Linked DNA regions of Mus musculus: region 1 is linked to region 2. The links are chromatin contacts, called in public HiChIP or PLAC-seq maps. All regions are on one chromosome and are shown on one strand. The core of a region is the stretch at or near the end of the contact, and the rest is flanking DNA. Distances in the headings are between cores, read along the strand shown. Region 1 has its middle 12 kb from the start of Siah1a. Region 2 has its middle 21 kb from the start of Gpt2.

Region 1 (4,609 bases), core at 1,279-3,778, 1.3 Mb before region 2:
ACACCCTGCCTCTCCAATTCCCCGTTGTCCTTAGAAATACACAGACCTGGGGCTGGAGAGATGGCTCAGTGGTTAAGAGCACCAACTGCTCTTCCGAAGGTCCTGAGTTCAAATCCCAGCAACCACATGGTGACTCACAACCATCTGTAATGAAATCTGATGCCCTCTTCTGGTGCATCTGAAGACAGCTACAGTGTACTTAGATATAATAATAAATAAATCTTTAAAAAAAAAAAAACACAGACCTCAGCCTTCTTACAAGCCAAGCCCTCTTTGCCCCTGCTTGCTGTCCATCTTGTGCTGTGGTCGAGACCTCGCCTCTCCCCGCTCTCTTCACAGCTCTGTTCATTTGTGTCTTCCCACTCCATAGATTCTTCTGAGAACAGATTAAGGAATGGGCTTTTTGGCTTGGTACCATACAGGTGTCACAGTGTGTCAAATTATGGTGGGTTAATGTTTACGTTGCCATAGTCCTGAAATTCCCAAGCCTGGTAAAATCCAGAAGGTGTCTCTTTCTACTGCTGTGACTTTGAGGAAGTTGTGTCAGTCAAGCGTCAGGAGGCTAGGACAGTAACTAGTGTGTACAGCCCTTAACCTTGCTCACATTAGACCATGAGCTACTTTACTGCTGCTCTCTGTTATCAGCCAGAGTAGAGAGCCGGCTCCCTAGCCCGTGTGCTCAGCAGGGCCTCTTGAGGCCTCACTAAAGGATGTGCCAAAGGTTTACTTTCCTTTACAATTATCTTTTCTAGCCACCACTTATTTGTACTTCGGTTTTAAAATTATCTTTTCTAGTTTACTATTCATTTGTGACAAACGATAAGGCTCTAAGACTTTCAAAGGCTTGTATCAATGTGTTTACTCTGTAGCAGAGGTTGGCAAACTTTCTAAAAAGAGCAAGAGAGTAAATATTTAGCTAAGGCAGGCAGTGTAGTCCAGGAAGCCAGTATTCAATTCTGCTATTGTAGCAATTTTTAGAGTGGACAGTATGTAAATAAATGGGTGTGGCTACATCACATTAAAATTTACTAAGGAACACTAAAAATTGTACCTTTAGGTAATTTTCATGTGTCACAATTATCTTTTCCTAACCACTTAAAAAAAATGTAAAAACTCGTCTTGGCTAGTGGGTTGTACAGAGCCCATGAGGGCTCTGGCTAACTCCTACTATCAGGCTTTATCATTTGAACAGAAAAGTGAAGTGACTTAAGAATCATGTGACATGCCAGGCAGTGGTGGCTCACGCCTATAATCCCAGCACTTGGGAGGCAGAGGCAGGTGGATTTCTGAGTTCAAGGCCAGCCTGGTTAACAGAGAGAGTTCCAGGATAGCCAGGGCTATACAGAGAAACCCTGCCTCGAAAAACAAAACAAGAATCATGTGACATGAGGAACACTGTAGATGATCTGTGGTTCTGCAGAATATTCTGACAATGATTAAAAAAAGAAAAAGAAAAAAGAGCAAAGTTGGACATAGACTGTCCTTCCATGGTAGAGCGCTTGCTTAACATGTGCAAGGCCTTGGGGTTGATCTTTCAGACTGTGAAACGAAGTTGAAACCCCAGGGGATGATTCCTTCCCACTCCTGACAGTCGAACAGCACCTGATGAACTTGCCCCTTCTGCTCTGTAGAGCCCCTCTGGGGTTGCTGGCTGGAGCCTCCACCAGTGGATCTGCAGTGCAGTTATTTTCTGAAAAAGGAAGCCAGATCCAGGACTCCACAAATGTCTGACGTGTAATAGGCACTCAATAAACATTTCTTAAGTCTTTTTGCACCAGAATTGAAATTAAGATCTGAAGATGGGAACTAGAGAGATAACTCAGCAGTTAAGAGCATTTGTTACTCTTGCATAGGTCCCGAGTTCTATTCCCACCATACATGGTGGTTCCCAAGTGTCTATAACTCCAGTAAAGGGAGACTGAAACCCTCTTCGGACCCCTAACTGCACCAAGCCCACACATAACATACACATATGTGGACACAATGCTAATATATACTAATGCCTTCTTTAAAAAATCAGAAGGTGGGCTTGGTGACACAAGCCTGAAATTCCATTACTTGAGGTTGAGGCAGGAGGATTGCCAAGAGATGGAGGTCAACCTGAGCTCTATAGGGAGTTCAAGAGCAGCCTGGGCTACAAATCAAGATATTAGTCTTAAAAAAAAAAAAAAAAAAAGGAGTAAGATTTGATGTCATTCCTGCAATTGTGTAACAGATCATGTGGTGGGAATTTTAAGAACTGGACCAGGTTTTGATGGGGGCGGTGAGGCTGTGAGAAGACAGTCACCTCTGGACTGGGTCTCCCGGGCATGGCTGCTCTATTTTCGTTAGACCTTCCGCAGGAAGCTAGTTTGAATAGAGAGAAAAGGGTGGCCAGGAGCTTCCCACGCACAGGAGGTAAGCTATGAGCATAGTGGAGCCCGCCTGCCGGTGCTCAGGGCCTCAGGAGAGCCGGAGTTCTGAGAAGAGCCCGGTTACCATCCTGCCCCAGTTCCAGGGAGTCAATCAGACGCTGATGCAATCGCTCCGGCCTCAATCACGCGCTCCATCTCAGCAGGTTCCCTACAGATGCGCTTTGTACTCCGCTCTCAGAGGAATTGCTGCCCTTTCTCTTCCAGGCTTTCAGCAGCTCCCCTTGCCCTACCAGAGTCCAAGGAGATGGCAATTCGAACCGCTTGGATTACCAGGTTTCATTAGGTAAGGGCGACTGATGCAAGGTGGCCCAAATAACCTTCGTGGGACAGACACGGCTTTTCGAAGCCAGCAGAAGTCTCGCCAAATTGAACGATGTCAGATGAAGTTCTGTGAATATCTATGTCCTTCTCTTTGGCACCAGAGAGGACTAATTAAATGCTCGTGAAGTGCTTTGAAGTTTTTAGCTCTTAAGAGTTATTATTCTGGGTAATAGAGGAAGTTGAATTTTTGGCTCATTGAAACCATAATGATGTAATCCTGAGCAGTATTTTGAGCGTAGCTTTAAAAGAAAGAAAAGAAATGCAATACATTACTGAAAAGTCAGGTTAGTCAGGTTAAAAATGTCCTCCTGTTTTACACTGGGAGCTGAACTCAGACTCATACAGACCAGGCAAGTGCTCTTCACTTCTCCACATCCTCCACATCCTCCTATTTATTTATTTATTTATTGGAGGGGGGGGGTCTTCCTATGTAATTCAGGCTGCTCTCAAAAATCTCCATCCTCTTGCTTCAGCATGCAGTTTGTTGGTACTGGAGTTAAAGATTCACTCATGGGGATAGTGGCTGGGGAGATGGCTCAGTGGTTAAGAACACTGACTGCTCTTCCTGAGAGACCCTGGTTCAATTCTCAGGACCTACTTCAGGCAGGTCACAGGAATTCTCATGGTCTCCAACTTACATATATCCATTAGAAGTCCTTTTTTTATGGTTTTTTGTTTTTTGTTTTTTCGAGACAGGGTTTCTCTGTGTAGCCCTGGCTGTCCTGGAACTCACTTTGTAGACCAGGCTGGCCTTGAACTCAAAAATCTGCCTGCCTCTGCCTCCCAAGTGCTATGATTAAAGGTGTGTGCCAATGGCTTCTGTGCCTAGTTCTTATTTAGTAATCACAGAGGCTTTATTTTGGGGGAATTTTGATTGTTCTTGTTATCTTTAGTTATAAAAACAGCACAATATAAAACCAAGCATTGTAGGAGCAGGCTTGTAATCCCAGCATCAACAGTGGAAGGATTAAGGCAGAAAGATTGCTATAAGTTCTGAGACAGCTTGTGCTATGTTTGTGGGTTCCAGTCCAGCTTGGTCAACAGAGAAAGATCCCCCTATATATACACACACACACCCAAAAAAGAAAGACAGAAAAAAAACAAAAATAAAGACAAAAACAAAAAAACCCAAAAACAAAAAAAAAACAAAAACTAAAAAACCGAAAAAAAACCCCAAAAACCAATGCAGTGCTAAGCTGTATTCATGGGAGATTTTTCCTAAGACATTTTTCAGGTACCAGGATGGGCAGGTGTTTGAATAAAGGGCCTACTTGCATACAATCCGTGCAGTCTCCTGTGTATTTATTTAGTGACATGCCAGGGATGGAGCCAAGGATCTTTAGAAAACTAGGCAAGCACTCTCTCACTGTGCTACATCTTTAGCCCTTTTACATTTTTATTGATTTATTTTGAGACTGTGTATTCCAGGCCAGGCTAGTCCCTCCCCACTTCTTCCTTAGCCTCCCTACAGTTGAGATTAGTCTCTTCATTTGTGTGGTATGGAGAGGTGACTGAAGAGGCTGGGCGTGCTGGGTGCTCTACCACCAGCTTGAAATCATCTCTAACTTTAAATGCCTACTGCGATGACATGCACAGAAACAGTTGTTAGGCTGTATTCTTTATCGTGTAAGGACAAGAAAATCATCCAAGCTTGGTGTGCTAGTTAGTGCATACCTTTAGTCTCAGCACGAAGGAGGCAATGACGGGTAGGCTAACAGAAATTGAGGCTAACTAAGGTTACAGAGGAAGAACCTATCTCAAAAACAAACAGATGTTTTTAAAATCCATGATATAGAGAAGAGGGATATGGAGAGTCAGCTTCATGTGGTTAAAATAATTCAAATGAGAGCAGGAGCTGGAGACATAGCTCAATT
Region 2 (5,120 bases), core at 13-2,512:
TCTCACTGGCAGACACAAGTTGGGCTCAACAACACTATGTAAGGCGAACCAATACATGTATGTCTTTGGTGAAGAAGGAGGACACCAGGCTGAAGCCCAATGCTTGCCTCCCATGTCTGTGGGGTCATATTTATACTCCTTCATCCTAGGTTCTTTCAAGTGTCTGCTATATCAAAACATCCTTTCACCTGTGTCTGCTTCAGGATAGCAGTCTTTCACTTGTTTGCTTTAGCAAGACATCCTTTCACCTGTGTGCCCCAGCAAACCATCATTTGACATAACTGACTTTCCAAAGAAACTACAAGTTTCCACTTAACCTATTTATCTGCCTATCAGAGACTCTAACTCAGTCCCTCAGTGCCATAGCGACCAGACAACTTCTATGCATAAGACTAAGGTAAGAAACTAAAAAAGTGGCCAACTACTCTGTGGTGTTCCAGCCATCTGGGAGATTGGAGTAAAGGAGACATGCCACTGACATGAAGTACGTGAAAAATACCTGTCTGTGAAATCCCAGCATTTGGCTCTGTGCAGCCCCAGCCACTCTTTACCTTCTTTTTATTCCCTTCCTTCCTTCCTTCCTTCCTTCCTTCCTTCCTTCCTTCCTTCCTTCCTTCCCTCTCTCTCTCTTCCTCCCTCCCTCCCTCCCTCTCTTCCTTCCTCCCTCCCTCCTTCCCTCTCTTCCTTCCTCCCTCCCTACCTTCTTTCCTGAGGCTCCTCCTGCCCCCAGGAATCTTTGGTGGGTATTGGTCCATGAGGGCAAATGAGGCAGAGATTACAGGTGGCGGTGGGGAGTGGGGGTGGAGTGGTGGTCAACTTTACTTCGGCTGATTCAAGAGTTATCCAGTTTTGGTTTAAGAGGACAGGGATATCCAGGGTGGGCAAAGGTTGTACTCATTAACATTGGGAGGCATTCCAGGAATTTCAAGTGTTAGCTGACCAGGTTCTTCTTGGAAGAAAGGAAGTAATCACCAAGGTTACGTGACATTCATTAGGTGTGTGGGGGTCAGGGTCAGAGTAGGGGTACTGCTGGTAGAAGGAGTATTCCATTTTGCACCGAGCCCAGAAGGCTATTTGGATAATGGTACACTTTGACCTTAACTAGCTGGGTTTTCCCACACTTTCTTTTTACTTACAGTCTCTTTATATATCCCCAGCTGTTCTGGAACTCATTATGTAGACCAGGCTGGCCTTAATCTCATGAGACCTGCCTGTCTCTGTCTTGCAAATGCTCGAACTAAAGGCACAAAAGGCTTGCACCACCACATCCAGCTCTCCTTGATGGCTTCTCAGGAGCCTAAAGCCAAGGAACACCTAACACCAATTCCTGAGGGTGGGTGAAGTGTTCAAAAATCAGAGTACAAGCAACCTGGCGGGGAGAGGGGAATTTCTAATTGGTTATTGGAGAAGCTCTGTCTGCTCGGATTTGTTGACTGTTGATTCTCCTCCATAGAAGGAGTAAGGACGGAGGTCACTGGACCCTCACTGAGTTCTGAGCCCCTCCTTCCAGCCAGAGGTAAAGAAACGCTGGAGAAGACTAGGAAGACTGAGCTCCGCCTTTGCCGCTCTGTGGAAGCCACCACCCATACTGGCGGAGGACAGTTCTCTGTGGCCTGTCAGTAACCCCTCAACCCTGCTCTAGCTAAACCAAAGAAACTCACTGTCTTTCCAGGGTGAACTGTGGTGAAATCAAATGTTGGTTTTTCATCAGAACCTAATTAAGGGCACGGGGGGGGGGGGGGGTGCGAGAAGACATTTTGGTCTCCTCACAACAGATGGCAAATGTATCTGTTAATGTTCCTATGTCTCAAGGTTTTAAGAAAAGACATAGAAGATAGTATTAGAGGAAAAAAAGGGAGACTGTAGGACTGTTTTTGTGCACTGTGTGAAGATGTGGTCTCTGTCCTTCCTTACCTGCATAAGGCACCTTCTGATTTGTTAAATAAGAAGCCTGTGTCCTATAGCCAAGGAGAAGAGGAAGACAGGACTTGCAGTCAGGGAGAGGAACTCTGGGATGAGAGAAGCATGGGAGATTCACTACCCAGACTCAGAGGAAATCAGATGTATGAAACTGAGGAGAGGTAACCAGCCATGCAGCAGACATAGAATACTATAAAGGTTAATGCAAGTTAAGAGATAGTCGAAGGGCAAGCCTAAGCCTAAGCCTAGTCTGAAGGCCAAAGGCAGTCATAAGTAAATACAAGATTCTGTGCCATTATTTGAGAAATGGGGTAGACATAGAAAGACCCACAGTTACACAATATTTTTAGCAAAAGGGAACTTTGGTATGAAGATTAGGATGGCTAGATGTTTCCAATTTTGAAAGGAAGCTGGAAGGTTAATCAGGTTCCATAGGTAAAAGATGAGACATTAGGTATATGATGTTAAAATTCTAAGTTCAAATTTCAGTACATTGATCTTTAAATTTTTATTTATTTATTTATTATATGTAAGTACGCTGTAGCTGTCTTCAGACACTCCAGAAGAGGGAGTCAGATCTTGTTACGGATGGTTGTGAGCCACCATGTGCTTGCTGGGATTTGAACTCCGGACCTTAGCAAGAGCAGTCGGGTGCTCTTACCCACTGAGCTATCTCACCAGCCCCAGTACATTGATCTTAAACTTCTGCTTAGCTCATTGTAGTTATTGATCATCTCTTCCAAACAAGGCCTGGATTAAAGAACAAAAATGTATGTTTAATTAAAATTTAGAAGGCTCAGTTGCAACTCTTGTAGAGGACTCAGGTTAGCTTCTTAGCATCTGCATTAGGCAGTTCACATCAGCCTGTAATTCCAGATCCAGGATTCTCTCTTTCTTTCTTTCTTTCTTTCTTTCTTTCTTTCTTTCTTTCTTTCTTTCTTTCTTTCTTTCTTTCTTCCTTCCTTCCTTCCTTCCTTCCTTCCTTCCTTCCTTCCTTTCTCTCATGTTTATTTATTATGTATTAAGCATTCTGCCTACATGTCTATCTGCAAACCAAAAAAGGGCACCAGATCTCATTATAGATAGCAACCATGTGGTTGCTGGAAACTGAACTCAGGACCTTTGGAAGAGCAGCCAGTGCTATTAACCTCCAAGCCATCGTTCCAGCCCTAGATCCACGGATTCTAATACCTCTCCTAGCACCAGGCATGCATGGGTTCACAAACATACATAACACATAGGCACTCACCCTGTGATAGTCTAAATGAGAATGGGCCCTATAGTCTCGTAGGTTTGAATGTTCAGTCCCCGGTTAGTGGAAGATTTGGGGAAGGAGGAGGAGGTATGGGGAAGGTTGGAGGCGGTGTGTCAGTGAGGGTGGGGTATGAGGTTTCAAAAGCCCACGCTAGTCCCAATGCAGCCTCTACTCCTCGATCTGCCTGCTGCCTGAACGTCAGGCACTGAACATCAGCTACTTCTCCAGCACTATGCCTGCTGGCTGCCACACTCCCTACCGTGATGATGACTAAACCTTTGGAACTGTAAGCTAGCACGCAACTAAATGCTTTCCATTATAAGAGATGCCCAGGTTATGGTGTCTCTTCACAGCAAATAGAACAGTAGCTAAGACACACACCTATACATAAAATTGTTTAAAGTGCTTGATTTTTCCTCAGGCTTTCTCTAAATACTACACAGTAGTTAATAGTTCCAGCCTGGTATAACTGATCTTATGGGTGTTGAATACTTGGAAGCCTGGACTGTGAGAACAGAGGGATTAGAAAGAATCTATATTTTACCTTTTGTCCTCCAAAGTCAACAGTACCAGGGGACTGTGAGTCATCTTTAAAAATATCCTGTATAGGGAGTCACTTGCTCTCTTATTCAGGGAGGGCATGGAGACCCACCCAGTACCTCTAACCAATGTCCAGCCTACAAAGAAGAGTCAACACAGAGGCAACTTCTTCAGTGCTTCATGGAAGCCACAGTCAAGCAAGACTCTGACTGATCCCCACATAGATGGAACAACTGGCAAAAGTCAGGCTAGAAGCCAGATGGTGGTGGCGCACACCTTTAATCCCAGCACTTGGGAGGCAGAGGCAGGTGGATTTCTGAGTTCGAGGCCAGCCTGGTCTACAGAATGAGTTCCAGGACAGCCAGGGCTACATAGAGTAAACCTGTCTCGAAAAAACAAAAAAAACCCAAAAACAAACAAACAAAAAAAACAAAAAAACACCAAAAAAAAAAAAACCCAACAAAAAAAACCAACAACCCAAAATCAAAAAACAAAAATTTAAATATCAATTTTATATTAGCCTGAATGTTAAGGTACTTTTTACTTAGTCCACTTATAATATACTCAGTGTGCTCTGCTGAGGTGTTCCCCTAAACAGTTAAGTCATCCACAGCCTAGTACTAAAGGAAGCTTACTAGTGGAAGGGAGCCCGGATCGGAGGGGAGACCTGAAAAGGAGCAGAGGAATAGAAGTGGGACAGCGAAGGATGGACAGAGAGAGGAAGCAAGGAACCGGGAATGGGGGCGGGGCATGGATAAGGACAGGGACAAGGAGAGAGAGGGAGGGAGAGAGGTGGCCGATGGCTACCCAAACATTTGCTAAGTAACTGTTGGGTGGAGACAGAGGAATTGCTAACTGTCCCCTTTTTTGAGACAGGGTTTTTCTCTGTGGCCCTGGCTGTTCTAGAACTCACTCTGTAGACCAGAGAGCCTCCAACTCAGAGAAATTTGCCTGCCTTTGCCTGCCTAGCACTGGGATCAAAGGCATTTGCCACCACCACTTCTACTACAAGCTTAGTCTTCATCATACAGGAATTTGGAAACAGGACTCAGAGGGATGCTCGAGAGAAGGCAAAGCAGACAGGCTCAGGAGGGGCAGTCTGTTCACAATTTCATGGAGGAATGGGCATGGTTATGGGGAAAGGGGTGGGGTGGGGTAGTGTGGATGGGGTGGGGTAGTGAGTGGGGTGGGGTAGTGTGGAACTGTCACTGGAGAGTGAACCAAAGTGCCCAGGGTCGGGATGGGCATGCTTGGTAAGTTGCTCAGTATCTGAAGAAGAGATAAAAAACTCAGAGGAGGGAAGGTTAGCCGGGTTTTCTTGTTTGTTTGCTTTCAGCCTTAACTCAGCAAAGCAGGCAAGTTTGACTGCAAAGCTCTGCAAATCACTGCACAGGGGAAGGGAGCA

What was found. HiChIP or PLAC-seq counts read pairs in DNA pulled down with a chosen protein or histone mark.
Region 1: an H3K27ac HiChIP or PLAC-seq map of embryonic stem cells shows a contact between it and region 2, with 7 times the contacts expected there. The contact joins two enhancer-like sites. A contact is called at or near these places in 1 of 39 promoter capture datasets (embryonic stem cells), 1 of 484 Hi-C or Micro-C datasets (embryonic stem cells) and 2 of 115 datasets of contacts at active chromatin or transcription factors (both in embryonic stem cells).

The regions. Positions count from the first base shown.
Region 1 is chr8:86,755,455-86,760,063 of GRCm38.p6, reverse strand. No RefSeq gene overlaps it. Among named protein-coding and RNA genes, the nearest start is that of Siah1a, 12 kb to the right of the region's middle. Within about 2 kb of position 2,528, at least 88 of the 459 cell types and tissues checked have an H3K27ac peak or open chromatin away from gene starts, as enhancers often do. A contact at or near this core is called in embryonic stem cells, where this site is marked.
Region 2 is chr8:85,469,238-85,474,357 of GRCm38.p6, reverse strand. No RefSeq gene overlaps it. Among named protein-coding and RNA genes, the nearest start is that of Gpt2, 21 kb to the left of the region's middle. Within about 2 kb of position 1,262, at least 8 of the 459 cell types and tissues checked have an H3K27ac peak or open chromatin away from gene starts, as enhancers often do. A contact at or near this core is called in embryonic stem cells, where this site is marked.